2 separate regions of the Ovis aries genome follow, and region 1 is linked to region 2. The links are chromatin contacts, called in public Hi-C maps. All regions are on one chromosome and are shown on one strand. The core of a region is the stretch at or near the end of the contact, and the rest is flanking DNA. Distances in the headings are between cores, read along the strand shown.

Evidence for each region. Hi-C and Micro-C count contacts between places; a contact is called where the count stands out from the background.
Region 1: a contact with region 2 is called in a Hi-C map of hypothalamus, with 9 times the contacts expected there. The contact joins the promoter of GSG1 here to the enhancer-like site in region 2. A contact is called at or near these places in 9 of 16 Hi-C or Micro-C datasets (blood, hypothalamus, liver and 5 more).

Annotation. Positions count from the first base shown.
Region 1 is chr3:202,440,975-202,445,319 of ARS-UI_Ramb_v3.0, forward strand. GSG1 (germ cell associated 1) reads left to right here and starts at 2,955. Exons shown (of 6, transcript XM_060414213.1): 1 at 2,955-3,023. The coding sequence starts at 3,015.
Region 2 is chr3:202,300,667-202,305,597 of ARS-UI_Ramb_v3.0, forward strand. It overlaps EMP1 (epithelial membrane protein 1), which reads right to left. Exons shown (of 5, transcript XM_060414210.1): 4 at 4,869-4,931; 5 at 1,725-3,968. The coding sequence ends at 3,802. Among named protein-coding and RNA genes, the nearest start is that of EMP1, 21 kb to the right of the region's middle. Within about 2 kb of position 3,640, at least 3 of the 54 cell types and tissues checked have an H3K27ac peak or open chromatin away from gene starts, as enhancers often do.

The DNA.
Region 1 (4,345 bases), core at 1,705-4,204, 140 kb after region 2:
GGAAGCAGAGAGAAGGGAAAAGAATCGGTCACTGTTCTGGGGTGGAAAGGGAATGAGGATACGATTAAGTCAAGAAAAATGTGCACAAAACTCATCAGGAAACATTGCCGAACAGTATTTTCTGATACCTCGGAGTTGTATTTCCCATGGAAAGTATTTGAGGACCTACTGAGTCACTGAAAACTAAAACTGGCCACAGGAAAATGTGCCACAGGAAACAATCTTACAAGATGTCCTCGAGGGAGCAGCTGGATGGCCCTGGAGTTCACTGTGAGCCCTAAATTCCAGAGAGCTGACACATGGCTTCTATAGCTTACTGTGTGGGGAGGAAGCCAAGGCAAGAAAAGAGCGGGCGAGCCTGCAGGGTGGGGCAGCCACCTCCACCCACCTTTGCTGCTGGTGGGGCAAAGCATGTGATTGAAGAAGGAAAATATGGGAAGATAGTGCCACCCAGCGTTGAGATGAAAACTGCAGCCAGAAAACAGCAGCCGATTCAACGGTGAACAGGAATCAGAAATCCCCCGCTCCCTTTTCTTGAAGGAGAGGAGGGACATAAAGGGTCGTTTGGGTGATACGGACATCACCCCTGGACTGAAGCACACGTGCGTCAGACAGGGTGTTAAATAAGGCTGATAAATAAGGAGAAATATGGTAGGATACCCCTTATATGTGGGATCGTATAGTGAGTAAGTGAAAGACACTCAGTCGTGTCTGACTCTTTGCTACCCCACGGACTATACAGTCCATGGAATTCTCCAGGCCAGAATACCAGAGTGGGTAGCCTTTCCCTTCTCCAGGGAATCTTCCCAACCCAGAGATCAAACCCAGGTCTCCTGCATTGCAGGCGGATTCTTTACCAGCTGAGCCACCAGGGAAGCCCAAGAATACTGGAGTGGGTAGCCTATCCCTTCTCCACAGACCTTCCTGACCCGGGAGGAATCATATATGCGGAATCTAAACAGAAATTATACAAATGAACTTATTTACAAAACAGATACAGACTCACAGACCTCATGGTGGATGGGGGAATGGAAGGATCAGGGGAAGGGATAGTTAGGAAGTTTGGGATCTACATGTACACACTGCTATATTTAATATAGATAATCAACAAAACCATATACTGTACAGCACAGGGAACTCTGCTCAATGTTACCTGGAAGCCTGGATGGAAGGGGAGTTTGGGGGGAAATGGATACAAGTGTGGTTGAGTCCCATTGCTGTCCACCTGAAACTATTACAGCTTTGTTAATCACCTATACCCCAATATGAAATTAAAAGTTTTTAAAAAAAATAGCATAGAGAATATATCGGGTGACAGGATCAAGATCAAAGGAGACTAATTGGGCCAGAATGTGGACTAATTCAAATGCTCCAAGGGGAGCCTGCCTTTGAGTCCCCAAACCAACTGCACAAACATAGGATGGGAGGATCATGACTCGGCTGGTGGCAGATCTGGTTGACGCGGCGGAAGGGCAGGGCAGGGCAGAGAGGCTTTCGCTAAATGTCAGCCCAAAGTGAGTCAAACAGGTGTGATTTTTATGACACGTTAATTCCCTGATTATATAGTTTTCAGTCTGTTCAGTTTTTTTACTTGTGTGATCAGAGTGGTGACTCCCAAGTTCCTCGCATGTGGAACCGGAAATTCAGAAGTCCAGCCCTGGGTGTATGCAAAAAGTTTTCTAAAATTACGGGTTCCTGGGCATCACCCCAGAACCACTATGGCAGCTCAGGATGGAGCCTGGGAATCTGCATATCTTCCAAAGTTGCAAAGATGGTTCTGATGCTGGTCAGAATTGAGCCCTACTGCTCTCAAATGTGGAGCCAACTTTGAGGACTTTACAATCAAGACAAACAGCTGGAATATAGAAAGCATCATGGGAGCGGACAAGGACAGAGAAGAGGGAACGGTCCTTAGGAAGAAGCATTTTCAAAGAATGGGTGACTTGAGTTCATCCTGACAAGAGGCAGATCCTTAGGTAAGAAGAGAAGACATTCCAGGAAGAAGGAAGGAAGAGCATCAGCCAGGACGAAGAGGGTGAAGTCCCTGGGTATTCAGGGGAACACAGCAGTCTCCCCACCTTCTCAACCCAATTAATTGGCACAGCTTTTGAGGACAGAAAGCACCATTTGTATTTCTAGGGGACTGACAACAAAAGATATGCAATCAAACCCCTATTAATTTGCCAGGTTTGTTTGCTTTTTGTTTAAGTTTTAGAAATGTACTTTAAAAAAAAAATTTATCCCTTTACCCAAAGATTGGGAGAGACATGGTAGATAGCCACAGCACTGCTAACCCAGGGATTTATTTCTCTCCAATCCTCCTCCCTCTGCAGGCTTACCCCCAACACTACCTTACACAGATGGTCTCAGGATGTTATAATAATCCTTACTAATGTCACTTACTGGAGAGTGGAGACCACCCGAGACACCAGGAAGCCTTTCCATACCCATGGCTCTATGAGGCCCCTGACATTGCAGATCACAGGGCTTATGAAGGAGACGGAAAATCGGACACAAGGGAATGGGAACTGACAAAAGTCACTACAAAGCAGTGGTGACTCTACAATGTTTTGTCTGCCATAAAATCAAGCCCAATCCATTCTCACCAGTTTCCTAGGGAGTGGCACTGAGATGGACACTCAATCACTGTGCACTTTTTTAATATATTTTTTAATTGAAAGATAATTGCTTTGCAGAATTTTGTTGTTTCTTCATTCTGCACATGTAGGTCCTTGCGTCTTTGTGCTGAATCCCAGAGCCCCAGTGGCAAGCTCTTCTGTGTAATCGCTCAGGACAACTGGACCATGAGTGCCTTGTCAATTTTTAAATGCCCAAGTTCCCTGCAAGGCAGCATTTAATCATGAAGCACTCCAAAATATATGACAGAGGGGAGGGCTGGGAGGAGGTGGGAGGGGAATGGAAAGGGAGTTTTCCTTCTTCCAACACTAAACCAAAGGGATTTGGAGCACAGATGGCATCTGCAGTCCTTCTGGACAAGCTGTGAGACAAGGACCATGGTCAAGGTAACCAGCTTCCCTCTCTTATTGTTTGGAACATGCATTTCATGGCTGTTTTGCTCCCGATTCTTTTGAGATGTGCCAGTCTCATCCATTTGCTGTCCTCACTAGTCTGTGTTAATCCTGAGGTTTTGCCATTAACCTATGTTGATGGAAGAATCACAGAAAATTGGTAGAAATTAATTATTGAAAAGTATAGATTTTCAATCTGTATATTTCCTAGTGGTCTGAGCCTGTGTCTGAAGCCACACACTGTCCCTTTTTTAGAGACTGAAGATTCCCCTCGTCTTGGGGCTTGTCAGTAGATGCAAAGATGGAACGTGTCTGTGGCCGCTATTTCCTCTCCACGATCCCCTGAAGGAAACCACTGCCAAATTAAACTGTTCTTCTAAATCAAGAGCAAGGCATTTTTAGGGGGAAGAATAAAATATGTAGTGAAGGGTATGGCAGTGTGGGTGTTGAAGACAATTCTTGAAGATTCTTGAATGGATTCTCATTCAGTTATCAAGATAATCGTTGAATGAGGTTCCTTGAGTCTGTCCTTGGTAGACACTCCTGGGAACAGCGTCTTTGGACTTCATTCCAAGCTCTTTTTCTTCTCTTTTCAAAACTTTTTATTTTATATTCGAGTATAACTGATTAACAATGCTGTCATAGCTTCAAGTGCACGGCAGAGCGACCCAGCCATCGTATACGTGTATCCATTCTCCCCCAAATTCCTCTCCCGTGAAGGCTGCCACATAACACGAAGCAGAGTTTCTCGTGCTATACAGTAGGTCCTTGTTCGTTATCCATTTTAAATATAGCAGAGTGTACATGTCCATCCCAAACTCCCTAACTATACCTTCCCCTTCCCCTTCCCCCTGGTAACCATAAGTTCATTCTCCCAAGCTCTTTTTCATTCTCTGCTTCTCAACTTCTTAAGTTGGTTGTCACCTTAGTGCTGCTACAGAGTGGCTGGACTGTGGTGAGGGATTCATGACTCTTATTTTGGAATAACCTGATGAATAATTTGTGAATAGGTATGATTTTAAATGGATTGAGGGTAAAATAAAAATCTGGATGTGATGGGATAGTGGCTAAATCTCAAAGTTATATGGGGTCGAAAATAAAGTTGTCAAAAATGTAGAATTGCCCGAATCCTTAGTTCCATCTTTATACAGAAGAATGGATGAAGATGTTGTACCTTGAAGTCTATTTCCTATTCAAGCAATGGATATAAAAATAGAAAGGGTAACTAATTAAGGGTAGCAGAACAATGACAAAAACAAATAGGATTTTCAAAACTAAAAAACAAGATGACAACATTCTTTTGGGGGAAGAAAAGG
Region 2 (4,931 bases), core at 2,390-4,889:
CTTTTATCTGGCCTTGCTCTGACAAACATTAAATATAATGAGAGGTAAAGAATGTTAATTACTCTGGAGAAAGAAATTCGTAAAATCAGTTCAAGTATGCCACGTTGAAGTGAGTTTGACAACTTGGTTTATGGAGGCAAATCTGTATTTAAATATTACTGCCAGAATGATTTTAACTTTTTGAAAACAAGGTGACCAAATGTCAGATTCATTTGTGTAATCGATCACACTCATAAACCCAGTGCTATAATTCTCCAACTTGATTTTGCAAGGCCTAGTTACCTCAAGAGCTCTTGCAAATTGTGTTCAAATACTCAAAACAGGTTTACTTTTGATTCATCTTCAAAATTATAGATATGTGTGCCCTTTGTAATTATTTTATGAGAGCGAGGGTAAGTTGTGAAATCAAACTAAAATAGTAAGATTTCATCATTTCCAGAAGCCTGTCAATTATTGTACCAAGGAATAGGAATCATTCTAATGTTTCTAGGTAAACTGGATTTAAGCTATTGATATGCTAATAAACATAGGGAAATTAAGATTGATTCTAAATCTTGCAGTTGCAGAATAGAACAAGCACTCCCAGTTTAAGAACCCCCAGTTTAAAAAAGTACATATTTGAAGCCAGTCAGAGTCATGCTACATACCACTTTCTCCTATATTCAATGGTAAACTCTGACATGACCAGGGAAGAGAGATTCCCAGGCAGCCATGCCCACTTGGCGACTGACTCCTATTCATTTCCCATCTCTGCCTCTATCAGATATACTCCTCATGCAATGAAGGGTCTGGAGGGGCAACAGAGGGGTATAGGTTTCAAAATCTGACTAACTCATTTCCCATTGAAGATAACAATAAGAGTTAAATCATTATTAGACTTATTTTCCAGGCTAGACTTACAAAAGTCATTTTAGCCCATATCATAAGTAAGATCATTTCAAATTGTCTCTATGGACCACATGCTGTGAGTTCCAGACAATCAGCTTAGGAAGATAACTTTTGGAACCGACATACATAGGTCTCTAAGCGGCTATCAATAATCCATGCAATTTGATTAATTTAATTTAAAATATGTCCAAGTATTATTTTCAGCTTTCATTGTGGGGTTTTTCTGTGTGTGCTTTACTCTGTGCAGTGATTTCATCCAAGGACACAGGGGACTAAAAGATGACCTGCTCCACATTGAAAGCACTCATCATATTGGTGTCAACATGAGATTGGGGTAGGCAGCATCAACTCTGCTTTCCACTCTTGATTCCAGGCCTCACTGCACCCAGAAAGCCTCGAAGCTTTCCTTCTGTCATACAGGTACGTCCCAGGTTGTGCAATGAATGGGTTCATGCAAATGTATGTGATACACACCTTTGCGAATTGCTTTATATGTTGAAGACACATTAGTGGAGTTGACTATTTCAAAGAAAATTAGCAAGTGTCTCATTTCTTAATATCATAAGCCATTCTAATTCAAGATAATAACCTCTCTCTAATAGTTTGTGAAGTTCCTTTTCTTTTTTTTTGTTTTTTGCTCAAAAGGCTTAATGAAAGCAAGATGAAAGTATAGTAACATTCAGTTGTCTGAAAGTGTTATTGTATAAATGCCTGATGCATTACCAGAAAGTAGCTTATTACATCGGATAAATGCCAAGTTGTCCAAATCAAACTGATTGACAACTTAATTAGGGGAAAATGTCATACATTTTTAGAAAGAAAACACCCACACAGTATAGGGAATCAGAATCTGTTTTTATATGCCTAGAGTTATAAACATTTGTATCAAAATATTTACAATTATAGTATATGAAATATCAATCTATTAAAGAAGAAGCCAAATACAGTACTAGAACAACCCACCACTGTAATGCAAATTACACGAGACATAAATGGCACAGAAACAAAGGAAAAGACCAGGGAATACATGGTTCACTCCAGTCATAGTTTAACCTTTTAACACAATGCTAGTATCTCTTTTGGATATATCTGATACGCAAATCTGCCTCTGCACTCAAGACAGCCTTCTATAATCATATGATCATTAAATCATAATTAAAAAGTTCATCATCCCACAGTTTTTTGCTTTCCAACCCATTTACCCCTAGTCCAGATAATTTGGTGGCCCACCCTCCACATTCCCCTAACCAGAATGAACATAAAGAAATAAACTTAGTAATAATCCTTTTATATAAATACCAGCAATTGTGGCATAACAGCTCCCCTAAAGGAAAACTATATAAGAAATGGAATGAAAGGGGAGCTAGAAGAAGAAAAGTAGGCAAGATGTCTCAGATTCTCCCTAGGGTAGATCTTCTCAAATTGATAAAGGAAGTGTCTTCCACCAAAACAAACCCTTTAGCCAGAATCTGAGATGGCTTAAAAATACCTGCGCCAGGCCAGAGCAGTGACTGCTTAACCAGGATTACCATACTAATACCATACTTCTAAGTCCTACAAAGAAACACTCTTGTGGCAGCAGAGAAGCTCAATGACCATCGGACTGGGCACCACAAGAGTTTTTAGGGGTTTTTGCTTTTCCCTTAAAGAAAATATCTGCCCATCACCTACATTTTTATTTCTCTCACAGAAATTTTCTTATTTTCCTGGAAGTACAGACACTCTCTTCTTACTGTGACTGAAATCTAGTATGCTTAATACTTGACAATTGTATAGCACCTTTCACCCAAGGATGTGTAGTCTGGTTTGCATGTGTTTTAAGAAGCTTCCAAAATTGCCTTGCCTCATCTGTATTGTGGAACAGGCAGGACCTCTGATAGGCGACCCCTTCAGCTCATAAAGCTAGAGCCATCTCTGAACCCTGATCCCCAACTTGGCTAATCAGATAAAACTTCCTCAAAAGGGTATAATTTAGGGGGAGAGTAACAGATTGAGTTGCAAGGATCTATGTCCATCTCTCTCACATCTTATACTTAAACATGATTGCACCGAGAGAGGTTCCTAATAACATAACCCTAATATAATCCTGCTGTAGGACTGCCCCCTTTTCCCATAATTTGTGTGGTGCTCCCACCACTGAATTGGTTGTTAGTGGCTTTACAGAAATTCCAGAGTGCTGCCTTGGCTTTAAGCGAGAGACCAAGCAAAGTCCACGGCAAGAGGTCTCCACAAGGGACAGCTGTGTGAGGCCAGGTCTGGGTTCTGACCATGCCCCAGGCCTTCCACTGTGAAAATTTCTTTCTCAATTTAGCTAAGCCACCAACTTGGCCTTAATCACTATGTCTCTTCTTCCCATTTTGTCACAAATACCACAGAGTTAAATCTCTGCTTAACAAGAAGGATCCTGGCACAGTGGCCAAAGTCCTCCCTTGAGCCCTTCACATGGTGATGTTTTGCTTTGGGTCAGAAGGGCGGGGTGGCTTCCAGGCTTGGCTTATTCCACACAAAAACAATATCTGCCCTGGCCGGAACCTGTACCGCTGTGTTAACTGGGTGCAGTGAGTCTGAAGACTGAATTCACCCTTGGAAGTGGAGCCAGTGATGTGGCAGCTGCTGGGACCCCAGGCAGTGTGTGTAACGGAGAACAGCTGGAGGCCAAGCCCAGTGCCCGGAGGGAGGCCCCCTGGCCCACATCCAGGGAGCACCCGTCCCAGCCAATGGCTTTCTCCCAGGGCAGGGGCTGGACAGTACAGGACCCCCTCCATCATGTTTGGATTTCAGCCCCTCCCCGCTTCCATCCCCTCCCCCCCCTTCCCTCTCCTGGTTTTTCCTGCTTAGCAACTTCCTCTCCCCTCCCAGATTCAAGGGCTCCCTCCTCCCCACCCCCCAGGTCCCCAGTAAATGTGTTCAGCCTTATTTCTTTCTCAGGACCAGATAAAGGATGCCGACGATGAAGCTGAAGCAGAAGCAGATCCAGGTCAGGATGAAGGAATAGCCGTGGTGACTCTTCTCATAACCGTTTTTAGAGCTGTTGGCATAGTGATGAGTGTAGATGGAGGCCCCCACCATGACGCACAGCCCTGCAGTGGGGAGAAATGATTCACTGTTGGTTTGGTTTCTTAACATTCAAAGCGAGAAAAAGATTTATAACTTTAGAAAGATCCTATGTTCCTCGTGGGCGATGGGAAAACGAAATCTGAAGTTTGGACCCCAGCGGTGGTTCTGTTGATTGGCCCTGAACCAGGCTTGATGGCGATGTTGCTGTACCATTGGTGTCTGAGTTCTCACACCTGCACTGGTTTGTATGGCTGTGAAGTAAAACACAGCTCCTCTGGTCTTCCCCACTCCTCTCCACTGGCCTTCCCATCTAGACCCCAGCACACTAGGACAGGCTGCCCTGGGGGGATGCAAAAGAACACACCTTCCATCAGACTGCGTGTATTGGGAGAGAGGGAATGGCCATCAGCAATTTCACTATCTGAGGACTCCCACATGGCCTGCCCCTTCAACTGTCTTGAATACAAGCTCTGGCTTCCCAGGTCGCTCAGTGGCAAAGAATCCACCTGCCAGTGCAGGAGACACAGGTTCAATCGCTGGGTCAGGAATATCCCCTGGAGGAGGAAATGGCAGCCCCCTCCAGTATTCTTGTCTGGAAAATCCCATGGACAGAGGAGCCTGGCATGCTACCGTCCATGGGGTCATGGAGTCGGACACAACTGAGCACGAACCCATACAAGCACTACAGCTGGGCAGACCCCGGCTCCTTGGTATCTGCCCAGGAGCCCCAGGTTTAAACAGTGAAGCTGATGAGGGTTCTTACTTCAAGTGGCTATCAGGGGTTCTCCCCAAGAGCACAAATAACCAAGCCAGTAAATTGTACAAGGCAGTTTCACTGCCCCTAGTGCTCAACTGTCCACGCCACTGGCAGCCCCCATGGTAAGATCTACAGGAAAGCTTTTTCTGAGTAAGCTGATACTCACAGCACACCAGCAAGGTGGCCCCGGAGAGGAAGAAGCGGTTGCCTTTCTCCATGGTGAAGAGCT